2 separate regions of the Macaca mulatta genome follow, and region 1 is linked to region 2. The links are chromatin contacts, called in public Hi-C maps. All regions are on one chromosome and are shown on one strand. Each heading gives the region's core, a stretch centred on a gene start, on an enhancer-like site or on the middle of the called end of the contact. The rest is flanking DNA. Distances are from core to core; before and after follow the strand shown.

The links. A called contact is a pair of places that touch in the nucleus more often than the background predicts.
Region 1: a Hi-C map of fetal cortical plate shows a contact between it and region 2, with 4 times the contacts expected there. The contact joins the enhancer-like site here to the promoter of PRDM8 in region 2. A contact is called at or near these places in 5 of 14 Hi-C or Micro-C datasets (fetal cortex germinal zone, fetal cortical plate, fibroblasts and 2 more).

What each region holds. Positions count from the first base shown.
Region 1 is chr5:54,881,294-54,887,442 of T2T-MMU8v2.0, forward strand. No RefSeq gene overlaps it. Among named protein-coding and RNA genes, the nearest start is that of PAQR3, 17 kb to the right of the region's middle. Within about 2 kb of position 4,673, at least 1 of the 40 cell types and tissues checked has an H3K27ac peak or open chromatin away from gene starts, as enhancers often do. A contact at or near this core is called in fetal cortical plate, where this site is marked.
Region 2 is chr5:53,605,156-53,610,903 of T2T-MMU8v2.0, forward strand. PRDM8 (PR/SET domain 8) reads right to left here and starts at 1,744. Exons shown (of 5, transcript XM_078002643.1): 1 at 1,475-1,744. LOC144340976 reads right to left here. Exons shown (of 4, transcript XM_078002644.1): 3 at 3,129-3,240; 4 at 2,616-2,891. The coding sequence ends at 2,886.

The DNA.
Region 1 (6,149 bases), core at 3,423-5,922, 1.3 Mb after region 2:
CATGTCAGTGGGAGGAAAGGTCATCTCTGCAGCATCCAGGGAAGAGCACTGATGGTGAATCAAGCGAAGGATGCTCAGGGACACCAGGGTAGCTTAGTGATGTTAAGAATTTGTGGACCCTGCCCCAACATCACATCTTACTGCTACTTAACACAACTCCAGAGAAAGAGAAAGGATTGTCCAAATCAAATGAGATTGTCTGCCACTCTAATTTAAAAAGGGACTCTGAATTACCACAAATTGGTAACAACAGAAACTTATCCTCTCACAATTCTGGAGACGAGAAGTCTGAAATCAAGTTGTCGGCAGGGTCATGCTCCCTCTGAAGTCTCTGGGGAAACAACTTTCCTTGCCTCTTCTAGTTTCTGGTGGTTGTCAGCATTCCTTTGTATTCCTTGACTTGTAGATGAATGTCTCCAATCTCTGCCTCCATCCTCTCATGGCTGTCTCCCCTGTGTGTCTGTGTCCAAACTCCCTGTTCTTATCAGGGCACACACTGACCCAGTCTGACCTCACCTTAACTTGATTACCTCCACAAAATCTCCATTTTCAGATAAGGTCACAGTCACAGATTCTAGGTGGACATCAATTTGTCAGGGGTAGGGGGACGGGGAGGGGCAGATATTTAACGCAGTTCAAGCTGTAACAGAAGTTAAGCAAGCTTTAGAAAAATAGTTATATCTTTTGCCTGCCTGAGTTTGTAATTTAAAGTTTGTACCAATTGTAGGCAAAAAAGAACAGTGTTACCATACCAGCGATTGCTAAAAATAGTATATTCCAGATCTTCAATAATAAACCATTCCTCTACTATGATTCTGAGAAAGATTTAGATTTTCTTTCAGCTATGCCATAACATGTGTTAAACCATCCACTATAAAGGAAAATCACTGACACATATAATTAGTACTTAAACCCTTTTTTGAAAAGAAAAACTATGTTCAGATAAAAAGAAGATAGTACAAAGAACTTCCACCTCACTTGCTAGGAGAAACTGTTCTGTGTCATGCGCTTTTCTTCTCTTGCGAAACTGGTCAGGTATATCACGGTATTAACACTAAGAAAGAGCATTCATGTTTAGTATGTGACTATTTTGAGAAAGGTAAAAGAGGAGAGGTCAAGAAAAAGAAAACAGTCTCATCGACAAAAAATAAAAAGTTATATGACTCATAAATGAACACCCAAATATGCCCACATTGATAGTAATTCACATTTCCTTCTATTTTAATCCATAGCAGTAAAATAGTCATCTAAAGCTGGGCACAGTGACTCACGCCTCTAATCCCAGCACTTTGGGAGGCCGAGGCGGGTGGATCGCCTGAGGTCAGGAGTTCGAGACCAGCCTGGCCAACATGGTGAAACCCTGTCTCTACTAGAAAAAAAAAAAAAAAATAGCTGGGCATGGCAGCAGGTGCCTATAATCCCAGTTACTCAGGAGGCTAAGGCAGGAGAATTACTTGAACCTGGGAGGTGGAGATTGAAGTGAGCTGAGATTGCAACACTGTACTACAGCCTGGGTGACAGAGTGAGACTCAAAAAAAAAAAAAAAAACTCATGTAAAATAAGAAAACATCAGCAACACCCCAAGCTGATGTGGGAAATTCTGAAGGAAAAAAAGCACAGGGCTTATTATAGTAGTAACATGTCTTTTCTTAAAATCTATGTATCTATTTGCAGAAGGGAGGACTATCATAAAGAAGTTAAAACTAAAAAAGACAAAACTGTCCTTCCCCCACTGACAGGCAGGCTGGGTGGTGGCGAGCAGAACTGAGTAAACAAGCCACCCCTGGGTAAGGAGCAGAGTGAAGCCTGCGGTGTCACACTGTCCTTCCCATACTGCCCTGCCAGCACCATGACTACTACCTCCACCATCAAAGACATGCATTTACATATACTAGGCACAAATCAGATAGTGGGAATGTGTGTGAAGCAGGTTCACTGTGCACTGGCTACCAATTTGTCTGAGTCCAGTGAGACAGAACACCCACACATACAACAAGTTACATGAAGTGGATTTATCACTTACAGATAAGAAGCAAGAGACCAAAAAAAAAAAAAAAAACCCTAGGATTCATGATGAGCCTGTCCCCTCAAGGCTCAGGAAAGCTGCCTGGGGAAGATGAAATCTCATCAGTATGTGCCCCACTTGCACCACAGCCGAAGGACCCCCAGTAGGCAGCCTGCCCTGGGTTTTATACCATAGGGACAATATGACATGCGGGGCTAAAGTGACATTTTGTTTACAGAGGGGACTGGCACAATGGACTGTTCAGGTCAGTCCCTCCGTATTGCAGGATGTTGCATTCCCAGCACATTCTACAGTTTCTCTTGAGAACTACACACAAAAAAGGAGGGAGAAATGGGTGGGTCCAAGGCCACCTGAAGAACTGTTCTGCATGTAGTAGGTCAACAATATATCGTAAGTGCTTACAATGCACTGTATAATGGTTTTGCACAGTGGTGAAAATGGATATCAAGACTGACAGTGAGGTAGGGACAAATCAGACAAAGGACACGTGATCTGAGAGACTGTATATACCGGGGCACTATGGCCTGGCAGTACCACTTGCCAAGTCAGTCCCATCACTGTCACCCTAATGAGTTGGGGAATAGGAGACTAATGTCAGTTGAATATGAGCCCACACATCTTTTTAGAATTTTTCTTCTCCCCTTACTTCCTCCCTAATCATGTCATTGTATTGTTCTAATCACATGCCATTTTCACCAAAGAGAGAAGAAATATAAAGAAACCCAAACTTTGAGGTTTGTGGAGATCAGGTTACTTGCTAAACCCTAAATGTGATTCTGACAATATTTAGCACAGATGAATCCTTCGAAGCAGAGTTACAAAAAATTTCTCAATCATATTCACTATTTATTTTGTGTTAATCCATCATTCCAGTGTATTGTTGAAAAATGTGGCAAACCGAATCAGTTTCTAATACATCCAAACATAACATCTAGAGGAGTTACTAGTCTAGTTGTTTGATTACCCAGCTGTGTCCTTAGTACATTTAAGTATTTAGTAAATGGTAACTTAAAATTACCTCCTATTCATAAAGAGAAGCATAATTAAATGATCTATTCATTTATCCATCTATCCAGCAAGTCACCCAGCCAATAATACTTATTAACTACCTAATATAGACCAGACATTCCCCTAAGCAATTAAGGCTATCAAGAAGAAAAGAAATAATCTATGTCCTCAAGAAATACATAATATTGAACAGTAGACTCAAATATGTTTCATTGTACACCATCATCCGCTAAAAAATTTAAGCATATATACCCAATACCACAAATGTATATTTATTATTTCTAAATTACAAATAAGTACTATCATAATAATATGCTGCATGTGTAGATAATATATTTAAAACAATGCTAATATTTTGATACAGTAAATATATAGAGATATAATATACACCAGGAAAAAATGACACAAAAATTATAGTTAAAAGAAGTGAAATAAAAAATAAATAGTTCTAAGTAGAGTAAGAGAAAGAGTTCCAAAAAAAAAATGAACCAGACCCTTAAATCAGCAGCATCAAGGACAGTATCCAAGAAAACAAGTGACTGCCTTTTGGCCAGGGTACTTCTGAGATAAGATCTACTAGATACCATTTTCTGCTTAACCCAGACTACCCTTTCCCATCATTATAATTGCAACATACAACCTCCACATTTTAAGGAGTGAGAAGATCACTTTCACTGGTCCTACATAAATAATTTGAAATTCTAACTTTGGAGATACAGAAAAATTTTATTTTGGAAAATCTAAGATCTCCTTAGGTTTAATTTGATGTGAAAATTTAAAAGAGACTTCAGAAAACTGGCTGAAGCTTAAGTAGAAAAAATGTATTTCCCATAATTTCTCCGGTGCAGTCATTAATAATATAACAATGAAAAGCCAAATTCTGCCACATTATTGGCAACCATCCTTCTATCACTAAAAAGAATGATCTTATCATTGACAGATGCTAAGACTCAGTGGTTTGAATCACACCATGTGTTACAAATTAAAAGGACTAACATAACAATAATACTAATCTTGAAAAACATAGGAGAAAAATAATTGTTAGGAGCTGTAGGACCAACATTTAAACTAACCCACATACAATAGTCCAAAAAAGCCACACATAAGATAACATATTAGTCCAGTTAGTTCATTCAGCAAGTCTAGGTCCACTCTGCCTAAAGCATTAAGCCATATCTATAATGTTTTAATTTCTATGAAAGAAATAGATATTAGTTTATGCATAGGAAAAACTATTTTTAAAAACATTATTTGTATATGGGAAGTGGCTGGAATAAAAATTTTTAACCTTCTTAAACATCCATGTCTCTAAGTTTAATTTTTTGTAAGGATAATGTACCATTCTTACAAGGAAAATATATAACTTTTTAACAAACAAAAAGCTCTATTAAAAAAATAGCATGGTGCAACAAAAACCACATCAAACTAAAAATCAGAAGACTTTGGTTCTAAAAAATCAGTGCTGCCATTCACCAATCACGAAATAAATGGCAATTAATATTGGTGGTGGTTGTGGTGCTAGTTCTGGCTCTGGTGCTGGTTGTGGTTGCTGTTACACTGGTCGTGGTTCTATCAGTTGATTCCAAAGGACACCCTAAACTTGCTCAAGTCTCCTCTTCTGAAAGGCTACCTTTTCATGTATATCGTGTGCCAGTATTGCCCCCTACCAACGAGAGGTTGCATCACAGCCTGCTCAAAAAGAGATGGTTTTTCCACCTGTTCCTGCTGAGGCATGACTCCTCTAAACCTGAACAGCCCTGATTTCTAGTCTGGCATCCACCTCTAAATAGCTGTAGCACCTATGACAAGTCCTCTAACTCTCTGCTTGTGAGAATGTCCCAGGCACATATGTAAAAGTGAGACTGTCTTTTCTCCTGTACTGTATGAGGTAACACAGAGTGATTCGTGGGTAGCTTCTTAAATTTTATTTCAGCAAACATTTAGCAAGTGCTATTATGTGCTGCATACTGTGCTAAGAGCTGGAGGTATGAACATGAATGAAATATGGCCCCTATCCTTAGTGTTCACGGTGTCTCAAGTTTGTATATGGAAATAACATTTTAATTGTACATGGAAAAGAACATTTTCTTTCACAAGTTCATTTGTTCATGTTAACAGATGAAAAAGCCATGGGTGTATGCTCAAGGAGCTCACTTATTAACATTTGGTTTATAATTTTGTACAAGAACAGAAGCGAAGGGTGCTTTTATTAATCCTCCAGTGAGTCAATGCACATTTACTGAGCATTTACTATTTGCAAGGCACTAGGCTTGCTACCAGGGATTCACACAAGATGGGAACTACTTTCAAGATGACAGGAAACAAGTTAGGGAGTAGGGCAGTAAGTGCTCTGACTGCTCAACCACCTCTTCCGGGAGGATTTGAGGAATTCTCCTCTGAGGAAGGACACTGGATAAAATCCTAAACAATCATTGCTTGCTAGTAAGAAGGAAAAGAAGGTGGCCAGAACAGACCAGACAGATGGGGGTAGGAGAAGGACAAAGTTACACAAAAGGTCCCGACTGTGTCAGCCCTTAATCCAGAAGAAAGAAGCACGCTAGAATTCAGAGTTCCCTTAAGTAAGCAGCGGAGACCTTATTAAAATGCACTAAACTTAGGGGGATTCTCAGATCATCTTTACTGAATAAAGACTCTGGGGATAAGCTTTAATTAATTGAGAATAAAGAGAGTGGGAGATCACTAACGATATCCCCAAGTGGAAAAGGATAGTAGTTGGAGGCCAGTACTAAAATCAGACTTTTAATTTGTGCTCAGGGAACCGCTAGCTCCTGAAAGCACTGGTTTCTCATGGTTCTGAAACTTCAGTGAGGGCAAGAATGACTAGTTTCTTTTAAATCCTTCAGAGTCTGGTTATGTAGCTGGGAAAAGGCAGGTCTAAGATTTTGTTTTATTTTTGTTGTTCTTAACATACATCCTAGTGATTCAAAAGCAGATGATCAATAAATAGATCATACTCTAAGCAGCAGTGCCTTACAGCGCTATACCAAGGGGTCTGATAACATAGTTGACACCAATTCCAGAGCTCTGAGCTGTATAATTCTAAATGTTTCACATGTGTGCCAGACAACTAGATGCTATCACTGGATGTGACATA
Region 2 (5,748 bases), core at 494-2,993:
GCCTAAAGTGTCCCCAGTCTGAAATACTGTGTGTAATGACTGGTAAATTTTCACTCCCCCTACCCCATATGACCCTTTTTGGGCAAGAGGGGGCAGCCCTCCTTGAGCACTCCTCAGTGGGCTCTCCAGCTGTTTAATCCACAGCAATTTAGAAAGTAATGCCCCAATGGAGGGTTCTCTATTAAGCTGTCATAAAGGGACATTTTCCTTCCTCTGGACACCCCATACAAGACTTATCATTAAAAAAAAGAAAAAAGAAAAAAAGAAACAGGTGCTTAAATTTTTTTAACTAGCTTTGGACTAGCTGCATTGCTTAGTATTTCAAACTAATCAAAAGATTCCTCCAAGTTTGTTGTTCCCTGATAATGTCACCGTTGGCAATTATTTATGTATGTTTTGTATAATTAAAGTAACAGGAAAGAGTAGATCTAATTCTTTTCCTGCAAAGCTGTTCATTATGGAATAATATCAGTGACGTCTGTTTTTATTTTAATTTATATTAACCAATTAACCTTACACGTGTGACTACAAGGTGTGCTTTTTCCCCCCCATTCCAGCTAACATAGCCTAAAACTTTGGTTCGTCTCATTTTCCATTCATCCTCTTGCATCCCCCAAATGTCAAGTGTTGGGCTGTATCTACCAGACAGCAGAAATAAGGGAAAATATCCATAAAGAAGAAACTTTATTATTCTACATCATCTATCCCTGGACATTTTTACCCCATACAAGGTAGACATCCTGATTTTTCATTTCAAATTAAAATACATTTTAAAAAACCCATAACCTCTCATCTCATTTTCAACGGAATCCTATTCTCCTCTTTTCAATTTCCTTCAATTCAGCGTTTTATGCCCCAATTTCTCTCTTCCTTTTAAAAATCTCTTTCACACAAGCATTTCATTGTGCTGGGAGGTCGCCCCCGTCACTTCGGGCAACAGCAGGGACACAGTCATTAAAATGCAGTTCTACCTAACAATACGGTGAAAAGGTCCTCACTCCGCCGCGCTAATAGCGGTCGGAGTCGCCGCGCCAGCCGCCACGAGCCTCAAGCCCATCACAATAACTGCTGGGCAAGAGCCTAGGAGCGCCCGCCCGCGTGCGGTCGCCTTTGCCACCCAACGTTTCACAGCTCCGTGCCCCGCTCTGGGCCCAGGTTCTTATCCGCCTGCCCTGGGAATATGCCCCAGAGCCGGCGGGGCTTTCTGAAAGCCGGTCGCTGCTGCCCGCCGCTAGCCCGTCCCTCTAGTCAGGCATTGTCTGGCGGCCGCGCGCTCCCCAGTCCCTGGCTTCTCCGGCAAAGTGCTCCCCACCCGCTCCTCCTTTTGTACAATATTCCTGGCAGTAGAGAGCCCCTCAAGAATTATTTTTCTCTCTCTTCTGGATAATAAGGAGACGGAAGACAAAATTTTCTACTCTTTCCACCAAACTGCCTTCCTCCCATCCCCCTCCCACATCAATGCAAATAGACTTACCAGGAATAAGGTCAGTATAGACTCTACCAAATAAGGCCACCTGGAACCCGGAAGATGCAATCGAGTGTTTCTTTTTGCCTATTGTATCAGTGTATTTCCATGTCAAGAGGTGTTGGTGTTGCCGTCTTTTAGGCTTTTCCTAAAGAGATAAGAGAGAGATGGAGAGATGGGGAGAAAAAGATTGGGGGGTGGAGGGAGGCAGGGAGAGAGAGAGAGAGAGGGAGACGGAGAAACGGAGAGAGTTGTACAGATGGACCCGATGCAGTGACTGACTGGCACGCAGACACACACTTTTTGTTTGCTGCACATAATCTGCCCAATGACGCGTGACAGCCCACGTCCCCTCCCTTTAACTCTTTGCTGGGCCAGGAGCTCCCTCCGGCGCCGCCTGCCTCGCAGCTTTTTCCCCCGGCCTGCCCGCGCCCCGCAGATCATGAGCGCCTACCCCGGGTGGCAACGCCTCTCAGAGAGCGTCCCGGCCCGCCTCTTCCTAAAGCTCGGGCCCTCTGGGACGGCTAGGAGGGGAAAATCGTTTCAGGATTGGAAAGGAAGGTACCAAAAGGATTGGAGAGGGCCTTTCCCCGTTTCACTAGGCACTTGGAGAAGCTATGACAGAGAGCTGGACACCCAGCGCGTGCGGACCCCGAGCGTATTTCCCCGGAGTCCACGTTCCGTGAAAGGGAGAGGGGTGCGGTTAGCCCCAGGGATACTCTAGCCCTGGAGCCACCGCTGATTTGCGCCGCTAGTTGCCTGAGGTTGATAAAGGGGCGTCGTCTCTCTTCAGGAGCACCAACACTACCAAGCTTCCCCCTGCAAAATTCAGAAAGGATGCGCTTTGGTAAGAACTTGACTCAGCCTTCCCATGGCTCGGGAGATGAGGTTGGAGTGAGAATGTCACCAGACCTCGGAAGGGGACATAACGGTACCTCCCAGTCCCAGGACACGGGTACGTGGGCGGAGGTGGGGTGCCGGAGGTTGGTGGGAAGAGCGCAGGTTAGTGGACTCAAACAGTTCCTGGTTTTTTTGTTTGTTTGTTTGTGTTTTTTTTTTGCCCTCTGCTTCGTGCAGAATCTGCACAGCCCCAGAGGGAGTCCTATAATGGGTGCTGTTGGCACTCTGAGGTCTTGGGGTTGCGAGGCAAGGGTGATTCAAAATAAAAATGATTATCAAGATGGGCTCCGGAAAGCTTTTCGCATCCAGCGGGTGGTGGAGGAGGGGATGGAGTTGCCAAGGCCGTCTCGGGAGCCTCGTTTGTGCGCTAAGCCACTTAGAGGCGCTGACTTGCCCCTTTAGTGCAGCAGCTGATGCTAATGACTTGAGGTCTTTAACAGCCTGCAAGTTGACTCCTTCAACGGGGCTGCAACACCATTTCGCTGGGGGATCTCGGGCTTCTTTTTCACAGTTCAATTCTCTACTCCTAAGGGAAGAAAGGCCTTTGAGTGGTATAGATTGTTTCTCAACTTCTTCAGCCCCACCCACACCACCACTACTTTGAAGTGGGCAATCTGTCAGCATTAGGATAAATCGGATTGTGCAGCTGGCTAAAGTGGAGGAGGTACAACCACAACTTAAGGAGATAGCCTCCTTGGTGTTGTTTTTCCTTGTTGTTGTTGTTGAAATAATGTATTTGGGGAGTTGGCAAAAAGCAGCTTACCATGTTAGTTTGATCCTCTCCCAGCTTTGAGACCCTTCTCTGGAACTCAGTGGAGTATGGAGGCTTGGACAGCCTGGTGACTGCAGTCCCAGGAGGCCAGGGGAGGATTTTCCTGAGGAGAAACAAGTGCAAGGACTTTCCCATGAAGTTCATTTTCTTCCTTGTTCTCCCTCTCTCTCTCTCCCCCTCCCGCCCCTGTGTGTGTGTGTGTGTGTGTGTGTGTGTGTGTTTCCTTCTCTTTTCTGGTCAGTACCCCATGCAAGTTCTGAATTGCTGCCTAGAACTAAGCTGAAATTCACAGAAGGAAGGGCTGTCAAATCCCCATATTTTGAGAGAAAGTGGGGGAATTCCTTAGTTTTCAGGTTAGCTACTGACTTTTCAAAGAAAGCTTCTTGAAGTGCAGTTTTACGTACTTTGGCTATGTGCAATTTTATGTACTTCAGCTAAGGGTGACTCCTAATGATCAAGGCTTAGTGCAATGAGGGCTCTCTTACATGTCTGTATATAAGAATCTGCAGCTGTACTGAGCTACCAATTGTCTTATAACTGATTGCTCCACTGAATACTAGATTCACTTCTTTCTCTCTCTCTCTCTCTCCACACACACACACACACACACACACACACACACACACACAAAAAAAAAAAAAAAAAAAAAGCATGGACACACTGTCCCCTAATACTTCTTTAAAGAATGGGTGGAAGAATTAGAAATGTGAAAATAATGTCTCAAACATCTGGAAAATAAACCTCAGGTTTGAAGAATAGTGGCCAGAAACGTAAGTTAATTCCGAGTAGAAGAAAGAAGAAAAGTAAAGGGCAGAAGAGGCATGGTTGTAAACAACTTCCAGTTAATAAAGAAAAGTAGCCATAAGAGAGTCATGCGGTCCCTTAGAAACTACAGACTGATAAATGCAATATGGTGTGTGAGGAATGGTGTTTAAGAACATAATTTCATTAATCTGTTGAACAGAACACTCCTTAGTGCTTTCTTTTGCTGTTATTTAGAGCATTGGAAGTTTATCTTTCAGGAAAAGTCATCTGTCCATGCAAAGCATTAAAAAATTACCTTACATATTGTAAATATATAAGCCTCTACTCCAGAATGTGGACATTTAGAAAATAAACTCTAAATGGAAGGCATTTTTCTTGTGCCTGGCCTTTCTCTTATTAGATATAGAGACCATTTAAACTATGTTTCTTTTGAGGTACTAAAACCTTGACTCCAGTTTGTATAAAATAATGTTTTTGATACTTAAGTTCAGGGTGGAACAGCTTGACCTTTTTAAGTCTCAAGCTAGAAAACAGCGACGATTTTATACATCTGAGAAGGGAGTGATTTATTGAGAAACTGGCCAACAGATGCTTCATTTCAGTTTTACTTTTTTAACCTCTAATTAATGTTTTTCCTACTGCTTTCAGATAAAGATCCTTAAATATCAGAATTTCTCACATTTTATGAATCTGACCTACCCTTCTTATTATGAGTTAAATAACTGACATAACAAAACAATATAAGTAAGATTAAATCAAAGTTCTTACTTGGAGAGTTTTCTAGTAATTTAAGTGGTACACATTTTGCTTGGTAATATAAATGTCCTAAATGACAATCATTAATAGGGGATAAAGAAAATCTACAAATTATTTTTTTTCCTGTAGAAATTTATGGGCTAAAATGGTACATAAACTACTTTGAAATCACTCTGCATTAATACTTACTGGAATTCACTGATACTAAATGAAGGGTTGAGGCATTTATTCAGCCTCAGACAGTACTATAAAAATGTACCTAGTCAACAGTTTTATGTAATTCACATGGAACAATGGGTTTATGCATATATTTGGAGCTCTCTTCCCTAGGATTTTATTTCCAATTAAGTAATTAGAAGAATGACAATGAAGAGTGGGCATGCTCACCTTGTTCCACTTTAGCAAGGCTCTTTGGAGTCCTGGCAAAAATACACATGTAGGAAACTGTAGTGTTATTTTGGAAGAGTGGGCTGGAGAGAGGTTGATAAATGATACCCGAGGTGCCTTTTATGACCAAAGTGAGAGGGTGGAGGAAGGGTAAGAAAGGGAATTTTAATTCTTAGTGAGTATTAGAATGGGAATACCCTTTTTCTTCCCAGGGTTGAAAAATGGAGCCCAAAATATTTCAACTTCTTTGATAAGAGGCAGGTAACATCTCCAAGAATAATTCACACAAAGATTATTATCCTATGAGAATGAAAACATACTGATTTTCTTTTTCTATATCTTTCTAGGTTCTGGTTTACCCACCTCTAACTCTATTGCCAAAGCACTACGCCAGCAAAGGCTTGATTGTCAAAAGAGTATGGCAATTCATGGTGAAAGGGGGGAAAAAAACCCACACACTGGAAGATAAGAGGATGCTAATGGAGCAGACAGTGGCAGCTCCTTCCTAAGCTTATTAATTTCCCACAGGGAGGTCTCTGGAAGGGGCTTTGAGGGTTGAGGGAGGCAGAGAATAGATCTTCAAGGAGGAGAATTGCATTACCTAGCCTCACCATTCAAAATAAGGAACTTTTTAGGGGATAAACCTTATTGACTACTTGTACATGAAAGAGAAACAGAAATGATGGGCTGGTCAATTAAGAAA